2 separate regions of the Oryctolagus cuniculus genome follow, and region 1 is linked to region 2. Evidence: chromatin contacts called from public Hi-C data. All regions are on one chromosome and are shown on one strand. Each heading gives the region's core, a stretch centred on a gene start, on an enhancer-like site or on the middle of the called end of the contact. The rest is flanking DNA. Distances are from core to core; before and after follow the strand shown. Region 1 overlaps LOC100343992 (alcohol dehydrogenase 6). Region 2 has its middle 35 kb from the start of C8H4orf17.

The links. Hi-C and Micro-C count contacts between places; a contact is called where the count stands out from the background.
Region 1: a Hi-C map of an unstated tissue shows a contact between it and region 2, with 4 times the contacts expected there. The contact joins two enhancer-like sites. A contact is called at or near these places in 2 of 6 Hi-C or Micro-C datasets (ear pinna and an unstated tissue).

The regions. Positions count from the first base shown.
Region 1 is chr8:66,082,244-66,088,402 of mOryCun1.1, reverse strand. LOC100343992 (alcohol dehydrogenase 6) reads right to left here. Exons shown (of 9, transcript XM_008267572.4): 8 at 4,243-4,381; 9 at 2,122-3,707. The coding sequence ends at 3,683. Among named protein-coding and RNA genes, the nearest start is that of ADH2-1, 58 kb to the left of the region's middle. Within about 2 kb of position 1,457, at least 1 of the 8 cell types and tissues checked has an H3K27ac peak or open chromatin away from gene starts, as enhancers often do.
Region 2 is chr8:65,861,603-65,866,995 of mOryCun1.1, reverse strand. No RefSeq gene overlaps it. Among named protein-coding and RNA genes, the nearest start is that of C8H4orf17, 35 kb to the right of the region's middle. Within about 2 kb of position 1,420, at least 1 of the 8 cell types and tissues checked has an H3K27ac peak or open chromatin away from gene starts, as enhancers often do.

The DNA.
Region 1 (6,159 bases), core at 208-2,707, 220 kb before region 2:
ATGTGTCAGAATTTATTTCCTTTTTAAGACTGAAATAATATTCTATTGCATGTATATATAACATTTTGTTTACCCATTAATTCATCAATGGACACTTGGTTTTCCTCTGATCTGAAGCCTGGAGCCAGGTGCTTCCTCCTGGTCTCCCATGCGGGTGCAGGGCTCAAGCACTTGGGCCATCCTCTACTGCCTTCCCGGGCCACAGCAGAGAGCTGGACTGGAAGAGGAGCAACCAAATCTAGAACCCAGGACCATATGGGATGCTGGCACTGCAAGGTGGAGGATTAACCAAGTGAGCCACAGCGCCTCCACCATGGCTATTGTAAATAATGCTGCCATGAAATTGGGTTCAAGTGTGCATGATAAGTCAGCTACCAAAGTGTAGTGTTTAATTTCATGGGATTACTTTCTGGACTGTATATTTTATAGAAACTTCTCCCAGACATTTGTTGGGGCCATTAGGGAGGGTTTAAATTCCCTGAAACTTCTGGACTACTCAACCATGAGTGGGCAGATTGACCTGTAATTTTGGCAAAAGACCTCAGGCATGGCAGTGCTGACATTGGCAGCTGGAAGGCAACAAGGCCCAAAGAAGTGGTGAATTCTCAGGGGTGTGAGTGAGGCACTGATTGCTGCAGCCACAAGGACTTGCATGTGAACTGTAATCACAGCAATTGGTTTTAGTTCTAAGATATTTTCTAATCCATTTGAATGCACCGTTTCTCAATTATTCTTTCTACTTCCAGTCTCTGTCCTCCCCACACTCTCCTCCTTTGTCAGTGCTGTCAAACTCATGTTTTATGAAAACATGGCAATTCTCTCATTAAATGATTCTGTGAATTTCCCTTATCTATAGAATTAAATTCTTGAAGAACTTCTATGAGTAAGCATGATCAAAGAATTCAGTCCTCTGCCTCTTCACTATAGGCTGTGCATGCCTTCCCTTTCTTCCTTTTTTATCATGTGCACCATGATAGACATATTCTTTTACCACCTTGAACTTTATGCATTTACCTTAGTTCTAAATGCTCTTTTTCAACATAGTGTATCCATTGAAACTCAGCTCAAAGTTTACTTTATCTGTGAACTTTAATCTGTGCTAGGTGGAATTGTCTCCTGTTTGGTTATTTCTCTGATATAAAGTTTATTATACTGTACTTTATCCTTTTTCATATCTATTTTATGATTTTCAAGCTGTACCAGTCATTTCTGAATCTCTAACACCACCTACATTACTGAAGAAATGTGTGTTGGGTAAATACATGATTGAGTAAATGATTATCAAAAAGGCAAAGAAAAGCAAATTGCTTCTTCAGATTAATGTCAGTGATTCTAGTGATCAGCCTTCTGGATTATGAATGATATCAGAATACAATAAATGAGAGAAGTAAATTATGGTGTAGACCAATGCCAAATTACAACACTAGAGAGAGCTGTGGTATTAACCTAGAAAATTTAGTAGAAAATTGGGAATGTGTACAGGAGTTAAAACATTTCAGGAACTTGTGCCAACACTGATGTATTGAATAGGCAGAAGCTGATGGTTTTCACTTGCAAATTATCAGGAGACACTAACTATTAATGTCTGATAGTTCATAGTGCTAGAATTGGGCATCTTCCTTCAGGTTATGTGTTAACTGGAAGGGGCTTCTATATTGTAGAGAATACTTTATTTATTATTGTCTACGTGGTAGCCAAGAATGTCTGAAAATTTTAAAGATTTTCATTTTGCAGGCAAAGGCTATAGTTCTCCCTGGAGGCTGGATACCTAGGGTATGGGTCTAGGATTAGGTTACTTTAGTAGAGACAAGAAACTGCCCCCTAGTTCAGTGTCCATCCAGAGAAGTGTAGTGCCCAGAGATTGAAAAGAAGGATTTTGTTCAGTTGTGTGGTTTAAGATGTGGGGCTCTTTAGAGGCAGGCTTCAGAGTCTATTCACAGAAAGTTGCAGGACCTGATGTTAATGGTCAACTATTGCTTGAAAGTTAACAATAACAGTGAATGGGTCTAGACTGATGTGTATGATCATTGGTCTTTTTGAGCATGTATCAGTAAAAAAAGTTCTGCATTTACGATCAAATCTGATAAAATTTTCAATGATTTACAACACCAACACACAAAGTAGCTTAAAGATTTTGTCTTTATTGAAGCAAAAAAAAAAAATAGTGGGCATTGTGTACAATAAAATATTTCTGAGAAAGGTGTGATTTTTTCCAACTCCTCAACACTCCTACAGCTCACAGCTATTAAGTTTAATTTGTGGACAGAGCAGGACTCCGTTTTGTCCTCAGGAACTGGAACAAATGTGGACATGGATTTTCTGGTCAGATTTGGGGGGATGGAGCAGAGCCATTCCAACTGCAGACTGAATAGGGTTGAGAGCACTGAACCCCTTAGAAAGCAGACACCTGAGGGGAAAGACAGGATTCCCACCTCATGATGCTTCTCTTTGGTTTGGGAATCAAAGTTTTATGAAATCCCCCTGACGTCATGTGATGAACATGATGGGAGATATTGACTGGGCATGCAGCACTCTTTCCTGGCCTGGCTTATATCATGAAACTACAGGGTTTCATTTCCTGGTCTTGCAAGTTCAGTATGGATTACGGTCATGCAGCAGCCCCTGTTTGATCCAGGGCCCCAGATCCAGAGGAGACCAAACTAGAGCAGAAGAGTTTAAGTAGAAAGGGAGCTCCTGCTGTGTGTATGGGGTTCTTAAAGACTCTTTGGATCTACACTTAAAAAAAGTAATGGAGATGGGGAAGGAAGGGATTTCCTAAGAGAGCCATTCACCTTCACCTTAATCCAAGTTCCAGGACAATTAAGGGGCTTTGAGTAAAAAGTTACATGGTCTGGGTAGAAGGACACTGATTGTAAACCAGTATTGGGTCTTGTTTTCCCCTCAGCCTGTTCTTGGAGGTAAGATTCTATGGTAAACGTTAATAAGAACAATATATGCCTTTTCTGTGAAGAGTGGAATGAGGCACAGCTTTATTTAAGGCCACAACTGCCTCCTACAGAGTGTGCATCTTGATGAATAAAACAGTATCCCATTTCCCCATTTGTCTTCTTCTGATTTCCTAGATGCCTTAGTTAGGAAACAAGGTAATATGAACTGCTGGCAGCTACGTTTTTCTTGCCAGTTGAAAAGGAATTTGAAGTTCCTTTGGCTATCCAGGAAAGAAGAGGTAAGAATTGAGGAGATATGTGTAGTCTCCTTGGTGATGGTTTGCAGGTTGGTTAACCTGATTCAGGTCAATCTGAGTTTTCAGTAAATTCGACTGGGAGTTTTGTTTCTTTGATATAAAATCAGAAGAACTGCATGTCTAGTCCCGCATAGTATAGTACAGCAGAGTACAAGGAAATATAGGCCTAAAAGTTTAGGCAACTATGAAAATGGAGCATCTTGGAACAAATTTGTTGATGTCTCAAGAGTCTGTTATTGTATAACTTAACCAGACAATCTGGTTCTAAAAGGTAGGATGATCCTTGGTGACACAGGGTTACATAAGACAACCTTTATGAACCTTTATGCTGAGAGCAGAATCCAGATATGAGACCACTGTCGAGTTAATCAGAAACAAGAAAATATTGTGTGGATAATTCTTCTAATCATGATAATCACAGTGAATGCAATTCAGTTGAAGAAAGATACTGCAGCTCTTTCAGAAATTACGTTGTACTTAAGGTAACAGGACACAGCGGATACTAAAATGAAAATAAAATAAATTGAAACATTTCCCAAGTAAAATTTGTATTTTTGATTTCAAATTTGTTCTTGACATGGTTCACCAGAATAAGTAAGAGGTAAGCAGGCTTGTACTCCTCTGGGGATTGCCAATGCCAAGTTTATGGCTAAAAAAAATAATTTGTAATTCTGGATAATTTTCCCCATGAAATATAATAGCAACAATTAAAGTGACATTTTGGAAAATTATGTTCTTATACTTGGGTTATAATTCTGTGAGCTGGCTTCATTGGTTAATGTGTCATGCAAACAAAATGCCAAATTGGGAAAAAGTATTAATGATAGAGTAGATGGGAAATTGCATATTATCAATTACATAGTTCATATGCTTTGCATAAAACAAAATATAGAATGGGAGGGCATGCTTTACAGGGTTTGAAAGCTTCAACTCTGCCTGTACGTTCTGCAGCAGAAATGACCCCTCTCGCCTGTCAGTCCCACACACCCCTTCTCTTGTACTATACATACAGACATAAAATTGTGTCAGCGACTTACCATTTTCCAGTCTTCATTAACTCACTTGCTTCATTTATTTTATCAAGATTCAAAGTATGGGTAATTAGTGGTTCAAGATTAAACTTCTTTTCTATATAATCAGAAACCAGTTTAGGGACATGTTCTCTGCTCTTCCAGCCTGCAAATACAGATTAATGGCAAATTTTATACAGTAGCTGCATTACAGAGGAAAGGCCACCTAGAGAAACTAGTGGAGGTGTTAGCTTTGATTGAGGATATCTAAAGGGTGTCTCATTAACATTCCTCAGTTACCAAGTGACACCCCCACCCTGTCTCAGTCACACACCTTATACCCAGGGATGTGCTCCTGAAGATGTCCAGAACTACAGAAGAGAATTAATTCAAAGCAAGTAGGGTATGGTCCTCACTGGGAGATGTTCTTGATGTTAGGTTGCTCTCTGTGGAGCAGTGAATCCATGTCTAGGTCTTAAGAATCATGAAATGAAGCAATACAAATGTTGTATTTAGTCGAATTCAGTGTGTGTGTGTGTGTGTGTGTGTGTGTGTTGATCTGCAGCTTCATGAAAGAGTCAAATAACTTAAGAGAAAAGAAAACTCTCACTGAGGTTGAGATTTCAATTGCAGTTTTCAGAAAAAGCTGTTCAAAGCAATATAAGAATAAAATGTGCCTTCTGGAAGGAAGAATTATACAAGGAACTGGGTTCAGCTAAGATCATATAAACTTAGCATTGCATTTATTGTTATGATTTTCAAGAATTTCCTTATGTAATCTACTAAGTGTCATGGTCAACGAGTGACTGCCCAGAATTCCTGGAAAGGGTGAGTCTCATGCCATTGTGCAAGGTATAATGTAGTTTAATTTGCCCAGTGTTCTATACAGACTATTCTGTTAGGGTATTGGCAGTTACTTGCTTTTCTTGGTTCCAGGTTGTGTTGGGTTTTCTAACCTTCCCATGTATTCTCAAAGCTTACCTAAACTCTTCCAGCAGATCAGATTTTTAAACTGTTTTCTGCTCCATGTAACCAAGAATTCTGACTATTGCTCGGTGTCATGACTTGGATATTTAGTGTTATTTGTTTGTATCATTTGATTGATGAGCTGATAACAAATTTTTATATCTATGTTAAAACATTTTTTTGAAATGCTCTTCTTTCAATAAAACAACATAAGAAAGAAGATTTTAGAACCAAAGACAAGGCTAAGCAGGGTTACTCAATTAAGATCCTTGAGACATTTTGGTAAGGAAAATTTCCTCATTGTGTGCATTGTGGGAGGATTTGCAGGCCTCTCTAGCAGCCATTAATGTTATCTTTGATTGGAAAAAAAACAATGAACCAGAAGATTATACTATCTATGGAAGGAATTAACTGTAAAAAAAAAAAATCACTGTAAAAGGAACACTTAAGTTAATATAACAAGGGTTATTTAAGAGATTGGTGGTCTTGTTTATGTGTTCATTATGTCATTGCTTTATTTTTTTCTTATTTTAATTTTATTTTTTGGAGATAACATATTTTTAATTTTTGTCAGAACCAAAGGCTTAATGGTTGTACTAAAAAGTTGTTTCTACAAATAAACAATAAAAAGACCATAGTCCACCAGGAAAATAGGCAAGGGCTATAAATAATTATTAAATGAAAAAATGTTCAACTTCTAAGTGTGCACATTTTGAATCAGCATTATTAGCTATAAGTAAAATAACAGGAAATAATAATGGGCATATCCAGTTATCCTAAATGGAGGAACTGAAATTACAGTCTAAACTGGATTATTACTATTTTGTTCTTGCTAGTCCTGCCATTCATCTATTGTTTGCAAATGAATTGGTTACTACTCCTAATATCTTTAACAATATACAACCTTAGCTAATTTGGGGATCCCCAGATCACTAGTGCATGGAATTCAAACAACTCTGAATTCTCATCCCCTTTGCC
Region 2 (5,393 bases), core at 171-2,670:
GGAAGGAAGACCTTTCTCTCTCACTAACTCTGCCTGTCAAAAAAAAAAAAAAAAAAAAAAAAAAACTTTGTGGTTCAAAAAAGAACAGAAAAAGAATGTTCAATTGGACATTCCCATGGGCCTGGAAGATTTGGAGGTAACAGTGGGTCATTACCCATGGAGATTAGTGCCCAAATGTCCAGTTAAATATCCAGGAGGATAGTAGGACCAGGACTCACAAAGCCAGGAAGTAGATCAACTGAGAGGGAGAATGACAGGCTTAGGTCTTGTAAGACTGAGTTATCCAAGAGTGCTCAGTTGTTTATTTTATTAATTGGGAAGTTTACTCCCACGGGACAGATAAAAATGCCCTGCTATTTTGAGGCAAAGAACTGGGCGTGGACCCTTGGTGTCATTTCCATTGTGCAGATTTTGATAAGGAGAAAAAACACTCTGTGTAAATGGTGGAGATCTCATATGAAAGGGCTCCTGTGTAGGTGTGGAGACTTCTGGGAATGATTAGGTGCTTCCCTTTTCAGGGACTCTCACTAAGCCCAGAACCATTGCCAAATGCACAGACACAGAAGGACTACACCCAGCCTCACCATGGAAAGTCCTTGCTTAGGTAGCCAGGGGCCAATTTAGCTTCTGATGGAGACAGCGGGGTCAGGATGGAGCCTGACTTCTCCATCTTACCCTTACAACCATTAAAAGAAGTGATGCAGGGACCATGAGCTATTTCTCATGGTTTAACTGCTTTAAGAAACTTGAGGGAAGAGTGTAGACTGAGTATTCAAATAAGACAAAGCACCGAATGTGCTTTTAAAAATGGACTAAAAATAGCAGATATTATCACAATACTTTCATATCGCAAAGGGGTAACAGTCTGAATTAGGATCGTATCATAACCATGCCAAGCCTCCCAGAGGCAGGGCTAACACTGGGCCTCCTGTTAGGGCTGGAGCTGAGGTGCTAGAGCTCGGTCTTCCCTGATCTGCTTGCTGGGGATTTAGCCCTTGATCAAGCGGCTTTCAGGAGCATTTGTTGAATTGAGCCAACTGCTCCCCAGAACTGTTGTCGGCTTCCTAGGGAAGTTTATTTCTGTGCTTCTCACTTGCAGGAACCAGGGCACTGGAAGAGTCCCTGGTTTTGAAGCAGCTAATTGAAAGTGTTTGAAAACCTTTTTTCCTAAGGAGACCCCCTTCAGTCTTCATTTCAAATGTAAAGAAACCAATTCAGACGTAAAGAAACCATTCTAATTAGAGTGTTGGAGAGCTACAAAGGACCTTAGGAAACATGTGCTAAGAGTTTTAGCTAGAGGTGAAGCTGGGTTCAAACCCAGACTGCCTGATTCAGACTACTACATCATGCTCTCAACAGAAGTTGTAACCCACAGAGCATAGTCATTTCATCTTGTTTTGTGTGTGGGCGAGAGGAGAGAGAAGGGAGGAGAAAAGTTTGTTTCCCCAGAGGCCTTGCTGAGTGAATGGGACTGCATTTTTGGCATGCCAAGTAGCTATGTAAGTGTAAAGTTCTTTGCCAAAACTTGTGTTGAAATGTATAAAATCCTAGCAAAGTTAACACATGATATCAGCAGTTTTAAAATGTAAAATTGCAAATTGAAGTAAACATTCCTTTTCGTTAACATGTTGACTTCAATCTGAGGTAAGATTCAAGCAGAGAAAAATCCAAATTTAAAATGAAATATTTGACTATCCGAGAGAGCAGCTGCCAAGAACATGCCATTGCTACTTCATTCACTTTTTTGGCTATCATGATGGTGCTTTTAATGAATTACACGTTTGACACAGCCAGAAAATATTATCCTCCCAATTCAATTGTTGAATATGCACGGATGCCTGTGTAGGGCAAAGAATGCTTTACTAGGCACTGTTTCACTTGGAGCATAGTTCTTATTTTCTAAAACTTTACATGTATAATGGGTTGAGCCCTCAGTGAGTTCCCTGTTGTCTCTGAGGTGAGTGACGATGTCAGAAGAGGAGTAGGAAGAGCTGCTGGCACCTAAGGCTGCTTGCCAGTGTAAGAAGGATTTTTACTCTCTTTTGTGAAGGGAGTCCGACTCTGTGAGGGAGTGAGGAACAAAAAGATGGACAAATATATAGACAGGAGCAAGACGAATGCTACAGACTAGTTTACGAGGCACAAGTTACTTATTACATAGAAGCAGGAACAACTTTAGATAAAAAGAGGAGTGAGAAACAAGAAAGAAATTATTGATGGGAGAAATGTCTGCTGAGACTGGAGTCCCAGGCAAGAGACTGCTCCCGAGGAAGCTGGCCACGCAGCCTTCTCCTTCCTAAGTGAAAATGCTTTCAGTCTTGGTACTGTTGAAAGCACATTCTTTTCTGGATAAGCTCAAGAGGGAGCTGACTACTAGATACATAAATGTATTGAAATGTCCATAAAGAATTAACATTTGCCAGTTTCTTAGCATCACTAATGCTTTGAGGACAATATCAGTCACAGTGGCCTTTTACAGTTCCCAGGAGGAGATGGTTTTGTTCCCCTAATCACTGACTTTCTGGTATGTTGTCCCCTCAGCTGGGAGATTTTGCTTCTGTCTTCACAAGGACCCACAGTTTGCCTTCTCAGAGAGGTCTTCCAAAATGCCTTAATGACATTTCTCTATCTTCCATTTTTTTTCTCTCTCTCTCTCTTGTAACACCTTGGTCATTACTCAATTTAACATCTATCAAAAATTTAAGTAATGGGCTTACAGGTTTACCTACTTTCTTCTCAAGTGGATCTCCTATTAGACTATGTGCTTATTGAGTGTGGAGACCATATCTGTTTTACTCATTACACTAGCTCAGTGCTTAATGCCTGACTGAAGTAAAAAAAAAAAATTGCCTAATTAATATGTTTCACATCTAATTTAAGTGATTGAAAGTTTAGGTTATGCTTTAAAAAAGGACCTCAATAGACATTTTTCAAAAGAGGAAATCCAAATGGCCAACAGGCACATGAAAAAATGTTCAAGGTCACTAGCAATCAGGGAAATGCAAATCAAAACCACAATGAGGTTTCACCTCACCCCGGTTAGAATGGCTCACATACAGAAATCTACCAACAACAGATGCTGGAGAGGATGTGGGGAAAAAGGGACACTAACCCACTGTTGGTGGGAATGCAAACTGGTCAAGCCACTATGGAAGTCAGTCTGGAGATTCCTCAGAAACCTGAAGATAACCCTACCATTCGACCCAGCCATCCCACTCCTTGGAATTTACCCAAAGGAATTTAAATTGGCAAACAAAAAAGCGGTCTGCAGCCTAATGTTTATTGCAGCACAATTACAATAGCCAAGACCTGGAACCAACCTAAATGCCCATCAACAGTAGACTGGATAAAGAAATTATGGGATATGTACTCTTTAGAATACTATACCGCAGTAAGAAACAACGAAATCCAGTCATTTGCAACAAAATGGAGGAATCTGGAACACATCATGCTGAGTGAAATAAGCCAGTCCCAAAGGGACAAATACCATATGTTCTCCCTGATTGGTGACAACTGACTGAACACCAAAAAGGAAACCTGTCTGTTGAAGTAAAATCGACACTATGAGAAACGGTGACTTGATCAGCATAGCCCTGACTGTTAATGAACAACTTAATACATTATCCCTCTTAGTAGTTTTTTTTTGTCTGCTCTACTTAATATGACTGGTTTAATTCTGTAATTAATACACAGTTATTCTTAAGTGTTGAAATTTAACTGAAATGTGATCCCTGTTAAACATAAGAGTGGGAATAAGAGAGGGAAGAGATGTACAATTTGGGACATGTTCAGGCTGACTTGCCCCAAATGGTAGAGTTAGAAACATACCAGGGGACTCCAATTCAATCCCATCAAGGTGGCATGTACCAATGCCATCTCACTAGTCTAAGTGATCAATTTCAGTTCACAATTGATCATAATGAAAGGACTAAGAGTCAAAGGGAGCACATAAACAAGTCTAGTACCTGCTAATACTAACCGATAGAATAGATAAAGGGGAGAGTGATCAACATGGGAAGCGAGATACTCAGCAGACTCATAAAATGGCGGATGTCCTAAATAAACAGCACTCTGGCCTCAGAATCATCCCTAAAGGCATTCTGATCTGGCTGAAAAGCCCATGAGAGTATTTCAGGCATGGAAAGCCAAGACACTCACTCTGGGGAAAAAAAAAAAAAAACCTAAGTGAAAGATCTCTGTGAGTGAGATCCCAGCGGAAAGAACAGGTCTTCAAAGAAGGAGGTACCTTTCTCTGAAGGGAGGAGAGAACCTCCACTTTGACTATGACCTTGTCTAAACAAGATAAGAGTCGGAGAACTCAAGGGGCTTCCATAGCCTTGGAAACTCATGACTGGAGCATGGGGAGATTACTGAGGCCATAAACAAGAGTGTCAATTTGTAAAGTCAACAACAGGAGTCACTGTGCACTTACTCCTCATGTAGGATCTCTGTCCTTAATGTGCTGTACATTGAGACTTAATGCTATAACGAGTACTCAAACAGTATATTTCACTTTGTGTTTCTATGGGGGTGCAAACTATTGAAAGCTTTACTTAATGTATACTAAACTGATCTTCTGTAAAAAAAAAAAAAAAAAAAGAAGAAGAAATTATCAATTCCCAACTTGACTCTCACTGGGATTAAACATGACAATAGGTCTGATCTGATTTCATCATCATTTAAAAAATCATCTATTATTTTTCACTTTATGTTTCTGTGTGGGAGCAAACTGTTGAAATCTTTACTTAATGTATGCTAAACTGATCTTCTGTACATAAAGAGAATCGAAACTGAGTCTTGATGTGAATGGAAGGGGAGAGGGAGTGGGAGAGGGGGAGGGTTGTGGGTGGGAGGGACGTTATGGGGGGGAAGCCATTGTAATCCATAAGCTGTACTTTGGAAATTTATATTCATTAAATAAAAGTTAAAAAAAAAGAAGCTGATATGTCTTTTAACATTCTTTTGTTAGTTATTTCTTGCTCATTTATCCTATGGTTTAATATTCAAGAACTCAACCTGACAGTACACTGTGGCTTCAAGGACTAGAAAGGGAAATGGTGAGAACAATCAATGTTATGATCTCTGCTTAGAACCAGCATTTACTGATAACTCAGAAAGCCACTCACAGGAAGGCTTCCCTGGTAACATGGCTGAAAACCTTTCTGTTTGCTATGTAGCAATGACAAGCTTAGAAGTTAGGGATGATGCTATAAATTTCATAATAAACAGTAAATATCTGGAACTGCCAGATATGCAACATTATTTGTAAGCATATAATTCACTAGAAACTCTGGGCTAAAAGAGATTTAATTTTAAAAAATGGACCGATAATATAAATGTGTTTATTCATTCTGGCATTTATTTATTTTTATGTACTTATTAGTTAATATAAC